Linked DNA regions of Triticum aestivum: region 2 is linked to region 1. Evidence: chromatin contacts called from public Hi-C data. All regions are on one chromosome and are shown on one strand. Each heading gives the region's core, a stretch centred on a gene start, on an enhancer-like site or on the middle of the called end of the contact. The rest is flanking DNA. Distances are from core to core; before and after follow the strand shown. Region 1 has its middle 260 kb from the start of TRNAT-UGU. Region 2 holds the start of LOC123060690 (protein HEADING DATE 3A).

Evidence for each region. Hi-C and Micro-C count contacts between places; a contact is called where the count stands out from the background.
Region 2: a contact with region 1 is called in a Hi-C map of leaf, with 5 times the contacts expected there. The contact joins the promoter of LOC123060690 here to the enhancer-like site in region 1. A contact is called at or near these places in 3 of 5 Hi-C or Micro-C datasets (leaf and an unstated tissue).

What each region holds. Positions count from the first base shown.
Region 1 is chr3A:135,257,276-135,265,194 of IWGSC CS RefSeq v2.1, reverse strand. No RefSeq gene overlaps it. Among protein-coding and RNA genes, the nearest start is that of TRNAT-UGU, 260 kb to the right of the region's middle. Within about 2 kb of position 5,759, at least 2 of the 8 cell types and tissues checked have an H3K27ac peak or open chromatin away from gene starts, as enhancers often do. A contact at or near this core is called in leaf, where this site is marked.
Region 2 is chr3A:135,525,106-135,533,024 of IWGSC CS RefSeq v2.1, reverse strand. It overlaps LOC123060690 (protein HEADING DATE 3A), which reads right to left and starts at 3,530. Exons shown (of 4, transcript XM_044483507.1): 1 at 2,849-3,530; 2 at 2,690-2,751; 3 at 214-254; 4 at 1-105. The coding sequence starts at 3,058.

The DNA of each region.
Region 1 (7,919 bases), core at 4,510-7,009:
GGATGACATAATTTTGATTAGAAATATTATATAGTTTCTTGGCAGTTGGCACAATTAAATATTCATTGGAAAGTATGTTTTTGATGAAAGACTGAGGCAAAAGCAATTTATATGTATTGGACATAAAAGGTCTATAGAGATAGATCAGGGCGTCTAATTATGCTAAGTCAGAACATGTATATTGACAAGGTTTTAACAAGTTTAAAATGGAGAATGCAAAGAAAGGTTTTTCTCCCAGTGTCACATAGCATAACACTTAGCAAAATCAGTGTTCTAAGACAATTGATGAGACATGTACAGATGAGCGGAACTCATATACCTTGGCAATTGGATCCATCATGTATGCTATGATATATGCAAAGACCAAATGTTTCTTATGCCCTAAGTGTTAGTAGCAGGTACCAAAGCAATCCTGGAATGGCCCACTGGACAGCTATTAAAATATTAAGTACCTCAGAAGGAAAAAGGACACGATCTTTGTCTATAGAGGAGACGAAGAGATTGTTCTAAATAGTTACACGAATAAACAACTTCATGACTGATATAAATGACTAGCGGGCTATGTAAGGATAATAGTTTGGAATATTTTCAAACATGACCACTATTGTGAATTCTATAGAGAAAGAAAAATATGTTGAGGCTTCAGATGCTTCAAAGGAGGAAGTCTGAATCAAGAAATGTCTTGATATAGTTGGTGTGATCCTAAGTGTAATGAATTTAATGACACTATATTGTTAATAATGGTGTCATTGCTCAAAGAAAAAGGAATCTAGATCCTCCACAAATACAAGTGCAAGTATCACAAGGATTTGAATGTGTCACACGAAATGATGAAGGCTCTACCACGAGCAAAACATGAGCAACACTGGATAGTCATAGGTGTTTGAGAAACCATGTAACTAGATTATTGACTCTAGTGCAAGTGGGAGTCTCTTGAAAATATGCCCTAGAGGCAATAATACTATATTATTATATTTCTATGTTCATAATTAAGAATTTATATTCTACGCTATAATTGTTGTCATCCTAAGATATCCGATTCAGTGGAAAATTCATATGCACATGTGGAATGATAATGTCAAAATAAGATTCCTAGTCTTGCCTCTAAGACTAGCTCAAGTGTTGTTGGTGATCATGTTTTCCAGATCTTAGGATATCGTTAACATTGAGAATATGATGTTAGGAGAACAATCATATTGTATTGACCCAAACTTGTTTGTTATACTTAAAGATAATATCATCAAAAGTCAATTGTTATAACATAGAGTGTTAACGTGTGATTTAGGTCCTTAGACCATGAGAGTGTCGTACTCGCTTCTTACCGTATGATGAACTTTGCGATTGCTCAAACGTTATTTTTAACACGGTGATCATAACGGCAACTTGCAGGTTCATTGGGAAGTTTCACAATGGACCAGATTGCTCGAGAGTGGAATTTGCTCCTCCGACGATGGAGAGGTATTCTTAGGGCCTCTCAGTGTGACGGCATCGATCATCATCTGGCCAGACACAGGTGACTATGTCACAGGGATGTAGGAACGTGTCAACGAGAAACAAAAACAAAACCAGTAACGAGGAGATCGGTATAGTGAGCATGTGTATGACTCAAGAGGATAGCAATATATCTCGCCTCGGGTTTTGTAACGTATCATGAAGCAAAGGGGAATAGCACATAATAAGCTAAGGTTCACTCAAATTTCATTTGTGTAGTCATATGGATCAATGTGGACATCCCCGGTTCCGCTATAGGTCATTGAACGAAAGGAGATTTGTTCATGTCTATGTTTTACCGAACCTATCGGGTCACAAGCTTAAGGTAATCACGACATGTTGAGTGTTAGTAGGGCAGGAATAATGCGAATATATTTGTGAAATAGTTTCACTAATATTCGAAATAGATTCAAGAGGAACCGGAAGCGTTCCCTGGTCATCGGAAGGGTTTCGGAGTTTATCGGGTAATACCAGGTATTTCTGATAAATAATATATAGGTAAAAATGTTTCAAATGATGCTAAATTAATAATAATAAGCTCTAATGTTTGTTAGTGTGCTTTTATATTGGTGGGTCCCCCCTTAGCCATACTGTGAGGCCAAACTGGACTAGGGGAGGAATCCTCCTCTCCCTGGGGCCGAGGCAAAGGGCGAGGATTTACTTCCCCATGTGTGGCGCCCCCCTCTCCCCTTCCAACCTATATAAACTAGAGGTTTTGGGCACTTTTGAACACATAAGTTTTGGAGCCTCCTCTAGTTCTAGTTCTAGTTCTAGTTCTAGTTGGTCCTAGTTGATCAATTAGAGCTAGACCTAGATTCTCTCATCCTCATAATTAGAAGTACAGTGTGGTTCTAATCCCCCGTATAATACTTCAGCAATGATTAGCTCTGGACGGTGAAGCACTGTCGGATCGTGAAGAACGTACGCTTGCAATTCGTAGAGATTTCATGCTTTCGGTCTTCCATTCGAGGGACTGCTCATGGGCGGTTAGAGGGATCATTCATCTACGGTTCGAGGGACTCCAAGTACGATCTACACTGACTCGTATTCTTTCACTGCAACTCGGACTCGGTAACAATCTGATCCAACCCGTTTAGGGCATCTTCATAGTATTCATGGGTGATCGTATGGCGAACTTTTTTGTTTTCTATGATGTTTCCCAACATGGATACCTCTGAAGAGGACACAAAAGACAGACGTGCCATACCGCCTGCCTCTTGCCACTATCATACCACCTTTGATCTAGCAGCAACAAGCTAGATATGAGACCTCCGCCAGAGCCACCATGCAGCACGTGCCAGTAGCAGGCATGACTTAACATCCCCGCACGAGACGTTGTGCGTAGCATCCGCCAGAGGCTTCACCGGTCGGCGATAGGCACTGCCCGATGACTCTAAAAGGGACACAACTGTCACCTATCGAGCCGCATCGAACCCCATCTATTGACAGAGGACACGTCCAATACCTCCACTAGGCTCAAAAGGCCGTCACCACCTCGAGATCCTGACTCTGCGTCGCCTGCATGACCACGAAGTGTGCCGTCCTCAAAGAAGAGAGGCCGCCGCCCCGATACTGGGTGCTACACGAAGCACCCACCGCCGCGCCAGCCGTTATCGTTGCCCATATAATGGCAACCGTCAGCGCGACCGTCAGATCCGGGCACTAGGTCCCGAATCCCTTGTGCGCTGCCCCATGGTCAGCCACTTTTATCCTCCTATCACAATGACGATAAGGAGACCACTACCTTTGCCGCTCGAGGCCGCCGCATCGTTAAAAGGCCACGCCGAGCAGGGAGACATGCCGCCGCCGTGACGCGCAACCTTCACAACCACGATGTAGCCGGCTGACCGCAACCTATGCCACCCGCGGGTCAGATCTGACTGCCGCGAAGGCCACCGTAGTTGATCTGCCAGCGCGCTCTGCCCCACATTGCCCGACGCGCACCTGCCACGCCGTCGTCGCTGCCTTGCTCTGGCAAGCGCCGCTGGCGCCGCACTCCGGCCCAACAGACCCGGTCCTTGCCGAGTCCACCACGCGAGAGGATGATGGATCCCTGCCGCCAAAGCCCGGCCGCGCTCTCTGGTGGAGGCAAGGGAGGAGGACAGGGAAGAGGAGGCCCCGGCGGTGGCTAGGTTTTCCTTCCTATCACTCTTGGGAAAGACGAGAGGGACTGGACGAGCTTGACCTGCCATCTAATCACCTTCATATCATACATCAACACGTAAGGGTATCTCCAAGGCGGACCCATAAACCTCCTGCAACGGTCCTGACCACAGAACCCACCCAACACCGATCTGTATCTGTCCGCGGGGTCCGGACGCGATTTCTCCCGCAAACAAGAGACAAAAGTGGGGGAGGTTTGCGGCAAATAGGCCTGATCCTAGGCCAATTTCTGACCGCCCTGGCCCACCAAAAAATCCCTCCCGCACGCGCTCCCGCCCGGCGCCTGCTGCCCGCATTCATGCTGGTGTAGAGCGTGCCGCTCTGCATTGAAGACAGCTCAAGACTAATGCGACCTCACACTGCCTCCGCCATCGAAGCGGCGCCCCGGCCGAGGGCGCCGCCCGCTGCACGCCTAGGTGAACACGCCTCCTCGCCGCATTCATACACCTCCATTAAAATCGCATGGAAGCCGAGAAGCCTACTCCGGTCATACGTCCGCTCATGAGCAGGTCGACATTAAACGCAATGCCGGCCAAGCTCCTCCTGTTTGCCCTCTATTTATACGAGGCCAGACGCCGGGCAAGAATCGCACCCCTTTGCGGATCCCCATCTCCTCCTTCACCACTCTTCTAATGGCTTCGAAGAGCAGTTCTCCGGCATACAAACCGGCTGGTTGGTCCGCCGAGCCCGCCGGATACGAGCGAGGCAGCTCGCTGCTCCACCACTCGCACATGACCCGTCGGAGCAAGTTGTCGTCCCAAGTTGTGTCGTGCTTCAACAACTCGCCGCTCCAGGCCCACTAGATGAGGAGTACCGAGTTTCTCCACGCCGGCACGGCGGGGAGCACGGCAGCACAGACGTCATCCCTGCCGTCAACGACTGTGCCTCCCGTGCGTGTGACTGTGCCTCCCGTGCCTACGACCGCGCCATCCAGGCAGAGACAGAAGCCGGGTTCGCCGAGAACGATGAGTTGGTGGCCGGCGCCTTCGCGCCCGCCGCCATCATCGAGGAGAAGTAGAACACGAGAGTCCGCCGCCGCTTGGGTCCCATGAAGGCCACCGCCTAAGCGATGCCGACGTACACAGCCGGTGTCTTGCCCGGTTCTTCTCTTTCGAGGACCTCCGTCGATCCCACGTGGGCTCCACGGAAGCGGAGGCGCCGCCTTTCCGTCCCGCTGAAGCATCAGCCGGAGGTCCCACTCCGGTGAGTGGTGGGGAAGCGAGTCATCATTTGCGCTGAAGCATATACCTCTGGGGCTCCCGGTAGTCCGGTGATTGGGGTGCCGGACATGAGAAAGACAAAAGGATCCGCGACGGCGATTTAGTTTAGGTATTATTATACCTCCACAGCCAGACTAGCACCGTTGATGTAAATGTACTGAGATCCGTCATCTTTATATGAAAAGCCGGCTTTTTATATAAAAACCGTCATGTTTATATAAAAGCCGGCTGTGTTTGCACGAATTTTGTCCAGTTGGTTTGAGTTGTTGTGAAAATGTATGCGGTTACGGTTGGATGACGTCCTCCCGTATCCGTGTCCGCGGATAGAGGGACCAGTCCGCGGACGGATGCGAGAGGGTTTCTACGGGTTGACGTTGGAAATGCCCTAAGCTACAGTATTGTATCCTGAACTGGCACCAAAAAGACCTTCGCCCCCTCCTACCTTTGTTGCTCGCAAGTAAGGACAGCTAGCTTTTGAACGAACCGGATGGCTGTGGCCTCTGGGTAATATAAACGGTTCGTTCTCTGTCTGCGCCATTTCACTGTTGTATCATCATACTCCGTGCAAACAGGAGTAGCCTGCGTGCCTTTCAAACAACAGCACCTTCAGATAACCAAACACTGGACCATGACAAGTCACAAGTCGACACCCACTCCGTCGATAGCAAGAGCACGACAGGACTTGGTGATGCTTCGTTCGCAGTTGGAACGTTCCTATGTGTCGAAAGCTGCGAGGGCTCGGCCCAGTCAGCTGCAAGAGCCTTCCCCGGCACGCAACCCGCGAATGAATGAATCAACGAGCGCTTCATTCAGATAGATAAATCCAGAAGGCATTATTATTTGTGGTGATCACATCCCATCTCTACTAGGATCAGTCCACATCAGATAATATCCTAGACGAAGTTGCCTCGAGAAAACTACGGGGAAATGTGCAGAATGGTGTAAGATAAGGTGAAAGAGACGCTGCTGCCAAGCCAAGCCAGCTCCTCAGTGGCGGAGGACGGAGACGTGAAGCTGCGTTTTTCGCCTGCGTACCACTTTTCGAGCTCCGCTGGAACTGCCGAGAAAGTGCGGAGGCCTGTCATTGCACGATTTTTTCTTGAGTAGGTTTTTTTTAGACAATCTGGCGAAGCCTTTATTGCATCGTGCAGAAGAATAGGCCCGCCTGGCCTCTGCGAGCCTGGGCAGCCCTATGTCTCGCGTATAACGGCGATTCCTATTTGACGGGCGATTCCTATTTGACGCTCGTGAGCGTCAAAAGGGCATTGCTTCACTGAAGGGCGACCTCCCACGCCCTACTTTGGGCCGGCCCAAATTCGCTTTCGTGTTTCTTCTTTTGTTCTGTTTTTTTTTTGCTGTTTCTGTTTCTCTCTTTTTTTCTTTTTTCTTTTTGCTTCTTATTTCCTCTAGTATACAAATTTGCACGTTACAAAAATATTCAGCTTATATCGAGGAAATGTTCATGGTATATTTATAAAAATGTTCATCGTATACTAGTAATTGTTCAACAAATATAAATGTTCACTATATTTTCGAAATTTGTTCGTGTATATCACACAAATGTTCGATGTGTATTCAAAAATTATTCAACATATGTTACAAAGATGTTCAATGCATTTTTCTAGAAAATTGTTCAATGCATATATTCATATTTTTTTCCTAAATGTTTATCATATAATACCAAAAGCTCATCATGTATTATTCAAAATGTTTATTGTAAAATAAGAAAATGTTCAGAATATATTTACGAAATGTTCAATGGATATTACAAAATATTAATCTGTACTTTGTTTTGATTGTTTTTCAAAAGAACTTCCATAGTTAAACGCTCGGGCCGTGAATCTAGCACTAGAAGTTATTAGCATAACTGGTTAGCTTCTCTGCTCTATGAGAGTTTGCTCGTGAGTTCAAATCCCACTTTTCCCACTACTTTTGCCAAAATCATTAATTAAGGAGTACTTATTGCAAAGAACACTTCATTTTCCCTTGTCGCGACAAGTGGCGCACTGAGAGTTTTTCCTTTTTTCGTAGATTTGCTTATTCAAAACGCTTTATCTTTTAAACCGTGCGTCCAAATCTCGAACCGTTTTCACCATTGGATTCCTCGCGTTGAGATCTTCAAAACTAGATCCCATGTTGATAGGTTTTGACGATTTTTTTTCACGAAAAAAATCAGGCGAAAAAACCGAACCGGGAGCACGGTTTTTTCCCTTTCCGAAAGAGGGACACTCGTGCCTCTTGCGAAATCACACCCGTGCCTCTCGTGGAAGCAAAACCGTGACTCTCGTGAAAAAAAAACAGAAAATGCGTTTTTTTTTCGTTTCCGAGAGGCATGGCCGTGACTCTCGTGAAAGCATAACCGTGCCTCTCGCGGAAGCAAACCGTGACTCTCAGACTGAAAAAAAAATAGAAAACGCATATTTTTTTCCTTTCCGAGAGGCACGGCCATGACTCTCATGAAAGCACAAGCGTACCTCTCGCGGAAGCAAAAACGTGACTCTCGCGAAAGAAAAAAAAACAGAAAACGCGTTTTGTTTTTCCCTTTCCGAGAGGCACGACCGTGACTCTCGCGAAAACACAACCGTACCTCTCGCAGAAGCAAAACAATGACTCTCGCGAAAGAAAGAAAAAACGGAAAACGCGTTTTTTTCCGTTTCCGAAAGGCACGGCCGTGACTCTCGCTAAAGTACAAGCGTGCCTCTCGCGAGAAAAAATCGTGACTTTTGCAAAAAAAAAAACGTGTTTTTTTCGCGCAAATTTTTTTTTTGAATTTTTTATCTAAAAGCTAAGGAAGACCGGGGGAAAACCAAAACATCGAAAAACCCTGAAAAAACCCGTTTAAAAAGCCAGAAACGCGTGCGGAAAAATAAAAAAACAAACAAAATCCGAAAGAAGCGTTCAGAGCCCGACACGTGGCGAATGAGTAAGAGCTCGCCAAGTGGCGCTGATCGTTATGAGGCTCTCGAAGAAGCGCTCGTTAACTAGTTGCTCCTAGTTTTTGCGATCTTTTTACGTGTCACAAGCTTGTTACTCCAAATGGGCGGC
Region 2 (7,919 bases), core at 2,281-4,780, 270 kb before region 1:
CCGGCGCGTACACCGTCTGGCGGCCCAGCTGCTGGAAGAGCAGGAACACCAGCCGGTGGATCCCGAGCACCGGCCGCGGGCCCTCGTAGCACACCACCTCGGTCCCTGGACATGCATCCGTACGAAAAGTTCCATTAGATTTAGAGCCCAGAGCGACGCTGAGTTCTGTATAATAAAGTGGTGAGACGTGAGATCAGTTTTCTTCTCCTGTACCGAAAGATACTCCTGTCGTCCCCGGGATGTCGGTGACCAGCCTGCATCGGTAGATCACATTAATATTGGTTCAGCACTTAATTACAAAAAAGCACTCCCTCCGTAAAGAAATATAATAAAATAATGATCTAAACGTTTTTATATTTCTTTACAGATGGAGCAGATGAGTAGTCTTCAGTGAAATTGATGATTAAGTTTGTGCAGGAGATTCTGGTCTCAGGAAACCTCTGCAGTTTGGACCTTTGGGGTGACCCTTTTAGGCTATGAGTAGGCCATCCAGGTATTTGCGAATTGGTTGTCAAGCAGCCCCAGCATGGGCATGTAAAGAGGGATACAAATTTGGCGCCCCCTGCCTCAATATAAGTGCAAAGCAAACATTGCCTTCCATGCCGGTGTTCTAGATTTTTATATCGCGTCACAGGAATTAAGTAATTGATGGTGTTAAAATAAATATTTCTCGCCGAAGCCAATTTTTGTGCTGCACAAGTTTTATTTGAAAAATAAAAACTGAATAAAGCATGAGATATGCATTTATTGGCATGTTGCACTATATATTAGTTTTTTTAGATGATGACTCTTTTTTTTTCTTCCACTTATGCATTGTTTCCTGATCACACCACGAAAATACTATTGCATAAGAGATAACATTAATGTCCTCAACCGATTCTTTATTTTGTTTGGCTTAATGTTGTAAGACCTTGTGAGAATTTTTCTTCTCTTCTAAAACTTGCAAAAGCGAAGCAATTATTTTGTAGCCTTGTACGGTATATATAGTTCAAACTCAAAACAATGAATAAGGACCCCCCCCCCCCCTCCCCTCCCCTTAAATCTTTAGCTAAATATATGTAGGATACATCTTATCAAAGGATATAGTTTTTTTATTAAAAATATACATTTCATTACAAGTCTAGTTAATAATGTGCGAACTAGAGCATATAATTTAATGCAAACTCGTAAAATGTCATTCTTGTTCTATTAGTAACGGACTGATGAGACATATCATCTTCCCATAGAACAAAAAACAATTTGCTACCTCTAGCAATCCTAACCTTTCATTTTTCCTTAAATTTATGCTTTTCGCTTGCTTTACTTCACTAGAAGTTCTAGTTAACTTAGCATTGATTTTTTTAATCCCATTTATGGTGTAATTACCTTTGTTCTAGTTTAATTGTTGCATATGCCTATTTTATGTTTAACATAAGCTAATATAAACCCATAATGTGATAACCCTAATTAGCAAAGATATAATTGTCCCGGTTATTCCGGTTTGATTCTAATTGTACAATGCAAACAAGTTTCCTATTTCATACGCCCTCCATCCATATTACTCCCCCCGTTCCTTGATGTAAGGTGTATAGATTTTTGAGAAAAAGTCCGAAAGTATAAGGTGTATTGCATTGCACCACTCGTTTGGATATATTTTTTAGGAATTTGATTACAGTTCCTTATATCGGGCAAGCTCCTCTATTTCCTCATGTCAATTAGTCAAGTTTAATCTTGCCCAAAACTTGTGAAATTTTCCCTCCACACGGGTTTTTAAATTTTTGTGCCAAAAACTATACACCCTATATCTAGGAATGGAGGGAGTAGTACTTTTAGCTTTATACTAAACCAGTGACAACTAATATGGAACAGAGGGAGCAGTAATTTGGTATATCTTGAATTTTCGTACTTTTAGCTTTAGTTTAATACCTTTGTGCATTAGAATAGCTGTATGTGTGTGTGTGTGTGTGTGTGTGCTGCAAATGTTGGTGTTTCTTTCTTTATAATTTTTCCTTCTCCTAAGTACATGCGCCCCCCATGCATGGGCCGAGATAACATGCTTTCTTTTCCATATATAGGACTATATAAGATAATTTCGAAGTTACTAACTGGTGAGATGATTTAAAAACATAGTGGAACTCTTTTATAGGCACATTAGTTGCTTAATTGTATTATTGTGCGTCTAAATGCGTATTCCCCTAAACTATGTATGCCAATCTATTATCATATACACATAACTCAATAAGAATCTAATCTTATTTAGCCACTCCGCGCATAAAATCAAGAAGAAGCCATTCCTTCTCGTTTATTTACTTTTATCTTTGGTTTTGGAATCCGCTAGGGCCCTAGCATGTACTTGGAGGTCGGGTGCACAAGAAGTCAAGAATTTGATTGAACTCACCCATGCCTCCACCACACCACGTGAGAGAGTGAGCTATCGTTTTATCCCTGATTAATCCCATCGAATGATCGGAGGCCTTTTTGGCGGAAAGATCCTATTTGGCCCCGTCAACTGTATACAAATATCTGCCTGAGGCAATAAATCTGAATTTAGATTGGATATATGGTAGTATAGGTTAGGGGCACGGCACGGCATGGGGGGGGGGGGGGGGGGGGGGATGTTTCCAAGCAAGCAAGCTAGCTAGGGAGGGATTAGGGAAGTAGGGAGCGAGGCCGCTAGGAGTTTTGCCGGCGCGTGCTCTGCTCTCCTCACCAGTGCAAGTACTCCCTAAGGCTGGGATCGCTGGGGCTTGGAGCATCCGGATCCACCATCACCTGCGCGCAGCCAGCAGCCACTTGAGTAAGCAGTCTAGGAGCATGAGCTAGAGCGACGTACGGCGGGAAGCGGAGCCGGATCGGTCGGCGGACTCACCAGCGTGTAGAAGGTGCGCATGTCCGGGCCGCCGACCTCGACGCGCGGCGGGTCGGCGATGGCGGACGGCCTCAGCTCGCAGCCGTTGGCCACGTCCCTGGACGCGTAGCCCACCCGCAGCGCCACCCGCCGCACGAACGGGTCCACCACGTCGCCGATCACGCGCCCCACCACCAGCGGGGCCCCGCGCTGCATGCCGCTCCCCACCATCTTCTTCTTCTTCTCCTCCTTCTTGTCACCACCGATCCTTCTCCGCCGCCGGCGAGCAGGAGTGGCGGTGTGTGTGTGAAGGCGGCCAGCTCTCTCAGCTCGCCCGTGCTAGCAGCTCTAGCTGCGTGTGTGTGGTTTCGGTGAGGCCGTCGTCGTTGCTATTGCACCACGACGGCCTGACGTACTTATAGGCGAGGAGAGGAGAGAGAGATCTCTGGACTAGCTCGCTCGCTCGCTCGCTCCTCCAGCGCGACGGCCCTGGCTAGGCTAGCTACCTGCTGGAGCACGAGCAGCTGCCGAGGCGTACCGCGTGCGTCAGGCACTCAGGCTTTCCTAGTCCTAGATGGTTGCTGTCGATCGACGGCCTGGGTGGGGAGAATCTATCGATCGGCCGGCCACCAAGTCCATTGCTCTGTCCGGAGTCCGGACTCCTGTGGCGATGGGGAAGAGTCGTGTTTGGGAAAGGGGGGAGTGGGTGGGTCAAATGGCCTATTGCCCGTCTAGGAAAGGAGAGGCGCCCGTGCTGCTGCTGCTGGCGGTACGTGCGGTGCGGCGCATGAGAGAGGCGGAGAGCGAATATACAACAGCCCCATGTTTTCTATGCGTCCCCTCGAAACTTAATTCATTAGCCAGCCCACGGTTAGGCTCTTAACCGCTACCTGTTTTACTGGGAAACTAATGGGCTTGTGTCCGGGGTGGACCAAGAGGAAAATTTAGGTGGGAGGAAAGGATTTGTGTGGAGTCGCTTCTTTGTAAATTCAGGTGATATAAGCCTCCGATCCATATTAGTTGTCGCTGAAACAGATATATCTGGACATATTTCAGTGATATCTATTTGAGCGACAACAAATATGGATTAGAGAGTGCATTTTTTTACAACACAAACAATCAATCTTTTATCGCAATTTAAATTTTGAGTGGGGTAAAACCCCACCCCTCTCGGCTCTTCAGCTTGTCACTGCACCCCCCCCCCCCCCCCGACGCGGCTACTTCGGCGTCGATGTCGCAAACCTCGGTGTCCTCATTGATGATGTTGTGTGTTTGGAACCTCTGAGAACACATGAATGATGTCGTCTTCAATGCGGCGACCCCCTCGACTATTCAACTTAGGAAGCTGTGCAAAGATGATGCCGTCCTATGATGGGCCAGATTCCCGCGTGATCAGTGCCAGACCCCCTCTCTCTGTATCCACTTGGTGTATATCTCTCTCTATATATTCTCCCTTGGGGTGTAAAAACTCTTTGGGACTTTGGGCCTTCTTTAATGGAAATTCAGGTGAGGAACCTCTTTCCCCCGTGATTAAAAAAATGTTTAACATGCGATACCTAGTAAGAGATGAGGTATAGCTGATTATTTTACGGAAGATGGGTCATGTGCAAAATTTAGAAATATCAAGAATCTGTTTGGCGTTGAGATAAATTATGATGATCCAGCTTTCCATCCAATTTTCCCTATTTGTTTTTCATTTGGTTAATCCCCCCCCCCCCCCCCCCCCCCCGCGGCTAACTGAGCGTAACTATGTTTAAAAGGGCATGTCTAGCATTTCTTGTCGAAACCCTATGCGGTGTTTACAACATCAACTGCATACTAAATCACTGCCAATCCAGTCTGAAAGGCAGGGCCAACATGTCGTAAACTAGTTTGAACATTAATATGTTCTTGTGAGTGGCGGGTGTGGTTGCTAATTCTCGAGATTGACGTTGTAATGACTGAAAGGCGTTGTACTCGTCTTCTTTGCCGCTTCTTCCTTAATGCAATGATACACAGCGGGCCTAGCTAGCTAGCGTAGCTCACCGGAACTTCACACTGTTTTTTAATATGAAAATTTACACTGTTTTTTTCTCAATAATGTTGTAGAATTTACACGGTTTCATCATGCTCAGATCGCAAAGGGAAGGCATAAACATGGAACTCCTGTTCCTGCACTAAAGCCGTGACCGTGACCAACCATACACAGCGGGCCTAGCTAGCTACGTACTAGCCAGATAGCTCACCGGGAACATTTGCACGGAAGCTCCAATCTTCGCATGCCGTCATGTACTCCTGCGTACGTGCGCGATGGAACCGGAGAAGCGGAAAAGAAAGGCGGGCGAGTTTTCCAGCTGTCTTTTTATCCGGTGCGACGACGACGAGACAGTCAAATGGACGGATCGGTGGTGCATGGCCGCGGCAGAGTGCGGCATGTCCCTGTGAACTCAAGCCCCATCGCTGGCCAGCCTAGCTGGGCGCGTCCTTTTTGTCACCCGCCCGCACGTAGCTCTCACTCCCGGTCCCCGTCACCGGGGCTAGTCTGTCGAGTTCCCATTGGCTCGCCCCGGGACTTTTGGTCGCCCCGGGATTAATTACCCCCACCCGAGCCAGGATTTGGGCCGCGGGACGTCGGGGACGTCGACACCTCGGCAGTCGCTACTCGTTTACCCGCGGTGAAAGATCCGTCGACGTGTCGAGTCCCCTGCGGCCGGCGGCTCGCATTGTCTGCCGTCTTGTCGTTCCAGCCGTAGCGTGGCGGTGTTCATCAAAACAATGTGTACGGTGCTGCCAGTGGTGTTTCATCTTTCTTTTTCGTAATAAAATCTTTAAGCTCTTGTTGCGACGATAGCTTGCACTGTAAAGTTCAGCCATGGTCCAAAGTCATATTCTGCTCGCGGCCTCCCCTGAGCACGCGCTGAACGGTAAAATCGCAAAAAATGAAAAGAAATTCAAAAAATGATGATTTTTTTTCTTGTGGTGAACTTCGAAAAAATGTTTCAGTGCTTGCAAAATTTCATTGTGAAATGACATCCGTAGAAGTCGTGGCAAAAAAAAAGGCAAAATCAGCACTCCAAAATGCTTTTGAGAATAACACTTTTGAAGCATCGATTTTGGGTTTTTGCCATGACTTTCGCAAGTGACATTTCACAATGAAATTTTGTGAGCACTCAAATTTGTCAATGTTTGCACCAAATTGATTTTTTTCTTGAATTTTACTGTTCACCCGAGTTCAAGCTCATTTGAGCTCGAGAACAGAAACACCACCTCTAGACATGGTTAGCTGCAGCTATACAGCCAGCCCGGTCAGTGCGTAGTCCATATTGATAACTTGCAATATAATGTTCTGACATGATAGCAAAGCAGTTCGCGGATGAGACAGAGGGAGACTAGCATAGGGTCTGCCTTTTAGGCGAGATTGTACTATCAGCCCCCAAATTTCATATTTAAACAATCCAAAAAGTTCTAAAAAGAATTTACAACATACCTTCGGGGTATGTGAAAGCGCAGGTTTACTCCGGGGGGGGGGGGTGTAAATGAGAGATTTTTAGAAATTCTTCAAATTCTGATGAATTTGACAAAGATCAGAGTGAAGAAATAGAAACGAGAGACATCTAATTCATCACAGTAATGGAGAGCATGCATACGGTATACATATAGGTGAATAACATGAAAAAACATGCAATTATACAAGCATACAAGCATGAGAAAGATGAATTGAAGAAATGAAAAATAGTATGATGAAAATCTTCAGTTCAAATTCTTTAGAACATAGATCACAAAATCTTCAGCAGCGGAATACCATAAAGGTAAGGTGAGGAATTTGAGACCAGGTAGTCTCGGTGAAGACACAACGATTTGGTAGACCAATTTCAGTTGCTGTGTCAATTGTACGTCTGGTTGAGGCGGCTGAGATTAACTCAGAGGACACTTAGTCCTCACCGTAATCCTCTTGAGCCAAGGTCACTTAGACCTCGCCGAATCACTCATGGTAAGTTTTCAAGGCAGACTTCCAAAATCTTCACAGACTTGTTCACAGGAACACCACAATGATTTTTGGGTGCTCAAAACATAACGCCTAACCGTCTGGAAGAATGACAGTCTTCAAAGGTAACAGGCGTCGGATCACACAGATCAATCTCTTTAGTGATGCTCAAGCACTTTGGCTCTGGTTGGTTTTTTTCCTTACTTAGGGTTTTCTCAAAGTCGTCAGTGGGTGGGTTGCTCTCAAATGAAAAGTGTCAAGTTCTCTCTAGAGCAGCCAACCAACAAGTGGTTGTGGGGGCGGCTATTTATAGCCAGGGGGCAACCCGACATGAAATGTCATAAATGCCCTTTGTCGGTGTCAAAACCGGCGGATCTCGGGTAGGGGGTCCCGAACTGTGCGTCTAAGGCGGATGGTAACATGAGGTAGGGGACACGGTGTTTTACCCAGGTTCGGACCCTCTTGATGGAGGTAAAACCCTACATCCTGCTTGATTTATTCTTGATGATATGGGTATTACAAGAGTTGATCTACCACGAGATCGGAGAGGCTAAAACCTAGAAGCTAGCCTATGGTATGATTGTATGTTGTCCTACGGACTAAAACCCTCCGGTTTATATAGACATCGGAGGGGGCTAGGGTTACACAAGGTCGGTTACAAAGGAGGAGATATACATATCCGTATTGCCTAGCTTGCCTTCCACGCCAAGTAGAGTCCCATCCGGACACGAGACGAAGTCTTCAATCTTGTATCTTCATAGTCCAACAGTCCAACCAAAGGATGGAGTCCGGCTGTCCGGAGACCCCCTAATCCCGGACTCCCTCAGTAGCCCCTGAACCAGGCTTCAATGACGATGAGTCCGACGCGCAGTGTTGTCTTCGGCATTGCAAGGCGGGTTCCTCCTCCGGATACACCACAGAAGAGTTTAAATAAAGGATAGTGTCCGACCCTGCAAAATAAGTTCCACATACCACCGTAGAGAGAATAATATTTCCACAAATCTAATCTGCTGACACGTTTAGGCAACATGACATCATGCCATGACGATTATTCGAACCGTTTTTCTCTACCTAGCCCCGCACATAACACAAGGCAGTTTCTTGATATGTCTTGTCAAAGCAGAGATC